Regions from separate parts of the Anas platyrhynchos genome. Here region 1 is linked to region 2. The links are chromatin contacts, called in public Hi-C maps. All regions are on one chromosome and are shown on one strand. Each heading gives the region's core, a stretch centred on a gene start, on an enhancer-like site or on the middle of the called end of the contact. The rest is flanking DNA. Distances are from core to core; before and after follow the strand shown. Region 1 overlaps INPP5A (inositol polyphosphate-5-phosphatase A). Region 2 holds the start of INPP5A (inositol polyphosphate-5-phosphatase A).

Region 1 (2,705 bases), core at 128-2,627, 69 kb after region 2:
CTTATTACTGCTCTGCCAGTTGCTTCTCAGATAATAGCTGATATTCCTACTTTCAGAAAGAACACATCTGGATTTAGATCACTTGTTCTGTCTGTTAACAGTTGTGAATGCATTTTTTTTAAAGATTTGTTTATCTGTTTGTTTCAGGTTGTACATACACACAAACCCCACTTCATGGCTTTACACTGTCAAGAATTTGGAGGAAAAAACTATGAAGCTTCCATGTCTCATGTGGACAAGTTTGTTAAGTAAGTAGCTGGAAAGTTGCTTTGTATTGCTAGTATATTATTCCAGGCAGAAGTCATTAAGTGTGCAGAGTATTTCAAAGTGTATAGACTGAAATTTTGACGTCATATGACCTTGCAGGAGGAAGTTACTAGGCAAATGTGCTTCTATGCAGTAGTTGGGGTAGATGTTTCCCAGCGCCTTCTCATAACAGTGATGTTTTAAATAGCTGGTGACACTGGGAAATTGGTGTGAGTTGGACAGAAGTTGATATAAGGCAAGCAATACTGAAAGCACAATTGATTGACAAAAATATGCAACGTTTATAAATCAGGGTGAATAGAGTTCTAACTTGAGCATTTAGTCGGAAGGAATCCTGTCAAAATCATCAGCAAATCTAAGGTGCAGAGTTTGAGGAAGTAAGAAATAAAAGTCAGAAATAAGTTATTTGTTACGTGTGTAGACTGGGGATGAATCTTAAGGCAAGACTGTATTAATTTAACATTCAGTAACTGCTGTTGCTGCAGCTCCATTAGAAAGTTCTCTGTAAATGAAATAATTTTCTATAACAATACTTTATGGATGCAGAGTTAGAAAATATGGATCAAAAAATTAAGTCACTGAATTTAAAATCCTCGCCTGTTCGCACTCGCTCCTAGATGCAGGAGGCAGCAGTGCTCCAAGCCTCCTGCTGAAGTAATACAGCCTGTTGGTTATGTGAGTGATGTCAATAGCTCCGGTAGTCCTTTCTTTGCTTTTTCTTTATCCCTCTTTCTGGTATTCAGAGAGGTGCCGTGTATGCTCGCAGAGGGTTTTTACAGTGGGCACATGTGATGTAATTAAGCGTGAGGATGGGGCTCGTGGCGCCCGGCAGTGACAGCGGTCCAGCAGTGCCCTCTGCTGCTCCTCTTCTGCGGGCTGCGCCAGTGGCTTGAGGAGTAAATGCCACCGAGGCAACCCTGCATTTGTAACGTGTACGTGTTGCATAAGTTTGTGTAAAAGCTGTCTTTCTTTTCTTGACACCTGGTCAATTTTACGCATTTACAATGAAATCATGGTTTGAAATGAGCAGACTCTCTAGCATGTGGGCTGATGAAGTGCGGTGTTATTGCGTGAGTTCACATGCCAGGTTGTCGGCTCTGTTTGTGCCAGGCAGAGGGGGAAGGAGAGAAGTGTCTCGGGCCCCTCTGCTCGCTGGGGGATGAAGGGCCATCGTCCCCACGGCTGCTGCGTGCCAGCCCGGGCAGGGGGCAGCAGGGAGCTCCTGCAGGCACCTCGGAGCAGCCCACCCACCTGCTCGATGTTCCTTTCTCGGAGCATGGCTCACCAAGTCTAGCACAGAGAAAATCACCCTTTGGGTCCCAAGGCTCAGCAAAAGCCTGCCTGACTTCCAAAAGATAGCTGTACCAAGGGCTTGTTTTGCGGCATCAAAATTCATCTGAATACTGGAGGCTTGTGTCCCTTCACACTCCCTGACCACCTTCAGATGAGCCTCATTTTCTGAAGTCACCTATAAGAGCACCTGGACCAGCATCATGTACCACTCCAAGGCACAAATGGCAAAGTCCTCAACGTGCTGCTTTTAGAAAGCCAACTTCTATCAAGTCAAAAGACTGCTTTCACCCTGCAAGTAATGGAGTTGAAAAAAACAAAGCTCTTAAGGTTGAGATCATGGGGTGGTTAGCACGAGTTGCCCAATTTTATGTAATTTTCAGATGTCCAGAGACTTGAGTCCTTCACGACTGTGTCCAAATGGCACTTAGACATTTTGGGATTTTGTGTTGAAAGTGGAGGTGATGTTCTCAGCATGTAAGCAAATGGCCGTACCACAGGAAACTTTTATTCCAATATGGGTTGGAAGCCAGCAGTTCCTCTGTGTGTTATTGAGGACATTTCAGTACAGAGAATGATGCTAAGGCAAGATAATATGTTTGCATGTCCTTTCATATTTTCAATCTCTTGTCTTCTAGAGAATTATTATCAAGTGATGCAATGAAAGACTACAACAGAGCTCGAGTTTACCTGGATGAGAACTATAAATCACAGGAACATTTTACGGTAAGTTTCTTTATTAAATAAGTTTAGTTCAACAGACAGTGATTTTATTCTATTAAACTGTTGAGGTTTTTAGGTTGGTGTGTGTATGTGAGCAGTTTACATCATGATGAGGATTACATCTTTACTAAAAGTATTTACTCTAAGTTATGTAAATGCTGCTTTCACAGAAGTGCATCCATTGAAAAGTACATAGAATAGTATGATTCACAGAAAGCCTTTTCTTTTGTTTAAAATGATTGTCTATTTTTTTTTTATAACAACCTTCTCGGTGGATCAGAATTACCTGCTGTTGAAGAAGCTGTTTGACTGTCTGACAGTTAGGTGGTGCCAGATCTGGAGCACGATTAGCTGGGAGCAGAGCTCGCAAGTAGTCCAGACTTGTTGCAGATCCCTAGAACTGATTCACAGACTGGCTCAAGTGT
Region 2 (2,879 bases), core at 81-2,580:
GTGCCAGGGGACAGGACCACCTCCTGGAGCAGGCTCAGCAGTGCTCATTGCCCCAGCTGCTGGTAGCACAGAACTGATACGTGATGAGCATCGCCACGGTACGGCAAGGTCGGCACCTCCCTGGGTCAACAGTACCTGACTGTTCGCTGTGGCACGCTGCAAGGGGTTCTGCCTTGCCTTTCCCAAGCAGCAGCTTTCACACAGGTGTCTGCTCACACCCCTGCTGCCTTGGTGGTTGCCCACCCTGTTCTCCACAGCTCCAGCAGTGCCGCTCACCCCAGCCCCTGCTCCTGAAGCGCCCGTGGGGCAGGGCCTGCCGTGGCTGGCACGCTCCTGAGACCTGTCCTGTGTGACTGGGTGCTGTCAGCTCGTTTTATGCTTGGATTGTTGCTGGGATCCCTTCCTCTGATGCCTTATTTCATGGACCATATTTTCTAGGGGAGCGTGGTTCCTCCTGTATGGTCAGGAGTTTGGGGCGTTTTTCCCTGGCCCTTGGCTGGTAACTTTGATTGCCATAATGATGTGGAGAATCCCCCAGCACTGGAGGCTGGCTTTATTTAGCTCTTTTTCATTTTCCTCAGTGCTGAGGAAGTCGTGCAGCCTCGTGCCTTTGCTGATGTCAGCTGGAGCAGTTGGGTACCAGTTCCCTCTTTGCCTGCTTGCCCTGCTTGCAAACTGGCTATTTTCTGGTCGTGTCTGACCCCATCCTTTGTGGCCAGCAGGAACGGCTGGGCTGGGCTGCCGAGAGCAGGGAGGCTCACTGACTGACCGTGAGCAGGCTCTGCCAGTTACTGTGTAACATGCCGTAACTTTGCACGAGCCGTACCCGAAGGCTGATGAGGAGAGGCGTTTATCTGCCCGCTGTTTGGAGCTGTGTTTGTGTGCAGCCCCTCGGGTGGGATGCGGTGAGGGGGGGTCACGGCCTTTTTGGGGAGCAGCACGTGGGGCAGGAGCAGGTTCCTGGCCGTGCCCCGCTGCTCAGCGCTGCCGGGGGCGCTCCGTCCCGGCGGTTCCCTGCTCCCCGCTGCCCAGCCCTGGCCGGGGGCTGCGGGACCCCCCGGGCCGGGCCGTGCCGCGCTGCCCCGCGCCGCCTCCCGGGGGCGCCTGGCGGTGCCGGCGTTGCCCTTTTAAGAGCCGCGCGGGGCCGCGGTGACGTCGCGGGCGCCCGGCCCCAGCCCCGCAGGCGGCAGCGGCGGCGGCAGCAGCGCGGAGCGCCCAGCCCGGCACGGCCCGGCCCGGCCCCGCCGCCGCCCCCCGCGCGGCCCAGCCCGGCCCAGCCCCGCCGCCCGCCCCGTCGCGGCCGCCCCGCCCCCCGCCATGCGCCGCGGCCCGGCGCCAGCCTCCGCCGGCGGGAGCCGTCCCGGCAGCAGCGCGACGGCGGCGGCGGGCGAGCGCTGAGCGCCGCAGCCCCGCAGCAGCCGCAGGGCGCCCGGCCCCCGGCGGCGGCGCGGATGTCCGCGGGCTGCCCCCGCCGCCAGGACTCGCCGCCGCCGCCGCCGCCCGCGCCCCCCGCCCGCCCGCGCCGCGCCGACGGGGCGGGCCCGGCCCGGCGCCCCGCTCCCCGCAGCGCCCCGCGCCCGCCCCCGGGCTCCCCGCAGCGCCGCCGCCGACACCGGGCGCGCTCCGCGCTTCCGCCCGCCCGCCGCCAGCGCCGGCGCCATGGCGGCCAAGGGGGCCGCGGCCGGCGCCGGGGTGCTCCTGGTCACGGCCAACGTCGGCTCCCTCTTTGACGACGTGAGTACCGGCGGCTCGGGACGGGACCGGGACGGGGACCGGGACGGGGACCGGGACGGGGCAGCGCCCGCCGCAGCGCCGCTTCCCGGCCGCCGCGCCGCGGTCCTAGCGCCCGCCGATCCCCGGCACGGCTCGGCCCCGGCGGCGGCAGGTGCGGAGCCCGCGGGAGGGGCGGCCCCGGCTGTCGCGGGCAGCCCGGCGGAGCCGCACGGCACGGCCCGGCCCGGCACGGGGCTTCGCCTGCCTGGGGCGCGCGCCCGGGACCGTCCCGCAGCCGCCCCGCCGAGCCGAGCCCCTGTGCGCGGAGCCGGTCCTACCGGGCTCCCGGTCCTGCCGGGCCGCGGCGGAGGAGCCCCGCTCCCGGCCGCCCCGGTACCGGCCCGCACGTGCCCGGCTCCAGCGGGGCCTCGGGGCAGGGGCTGCCTGCGGGCCGTGAGCCGGGTGGGGAGGGTGGCGGGGAAGGCGGTGAAGCAGCCATCTGCCAGCTACGGGAGCGCTCGTCCCGCTGAAATGGGAAGCCCGCAGCTCGCGGTGCCCACCCGCAGCGGGGCTGCGCGGTACCGGGGTGCTGCTGCCTGCCCCGCACAGCCCCGCGGCGCTGGCCCCGGCTGCCCCCCGAGGCAGGGCGCCCCGGGCACTGCTCTGCTCTGCCCCGCTCCTCGGCGTGGCTGGCGGTGATAAAGCCGCTCCGGAGCACTGTCATTTGCGAAATCCCGTGCTGTGAGAGTAAATAATTTCCTGGTTGTTCCTAATTGCTGGTTGCGCCTCGCTAATGCTGCTGGAGAAAGGGAAGTGCGTGCGTTGTTCATCGCTCGGCATGCCCAAAGGGGGGGACGCCCGTGCTCTAGCAAGTTTCTGCCTCGCGCCGAGGAACACGCTTTCTGCAGCAACAAAGACGGGCTCATCTGGACGTGTTCCCTGCAGGGTGGGGAATGGAAAGACTGCTCTGAACTTTGTTGGTGATGTTCCTGGTTTGTTGCTGGTGGAGTTGGGGCTGGGACTGCCCGGTCAGGTTTCTGGAGCCCTGCTGATGCAGCGCAGGCACGATGCAGCAGACGGTGCCGTGCTCCGTGTGCTCAGCCTTCCAGCTGCGCATGGGAGCTGTCAGACGCTGGTTCTGCGGGCGGGGCTGTGCCGCCTCGGCT

The links. A called contact is a pair of places that touch in the nucleus more often than the background predicts.
Region 1: a contact with region 2 is called in a Hi-C map of subcutaneous adipose tissue, with 2.1 times the contacts expected there. The contact joins the enhancer-like site here to the promoter of INPP5A in region 2. A contact is called at or near these places in 3 of 8 Hi-C or Micro-C datasets (liver, skeletal muscle and subcutaneous adipose tissue).

Annotation. Positions count from the first base shown.
Region 1 is chr6:41,204,409-41,207,113 of IASCAAS_PekinDuck_T2T, forward strand. It overlaps INPP5A (inositol polyphosphate-5-phosphatase A), which reads left to right. Exons shown (of 16, transcript XM_072039961.1): 3 at 148-248; 4 at 2,196-2,283. Among named protein-coding and RNA genes, the nearest start is that of INPP5A, 69 kb to the left of the region's middle. Within about 2 kb of position 1,378, at least 1 of the 8 cell types and tissues checked has an H3K27ac peak or open chromatin away from gene starts, as enhancers often do. A contact at or near this core is called in subcutaneous adipose tissue, where this site is marked.
Region 2 is chr6:41,135,405-41,138,283 of IASCAAS_PekinDuck_T2T, forward strand. It overlaps INPP5A (inositol polyphosphate-5-phosphatase A), which reads left to right and starts at 1,331. Exons shown (of 16, transcript XM_072039961.1): 1 at 1,331-1,734. The coding sequence starts at 1,660.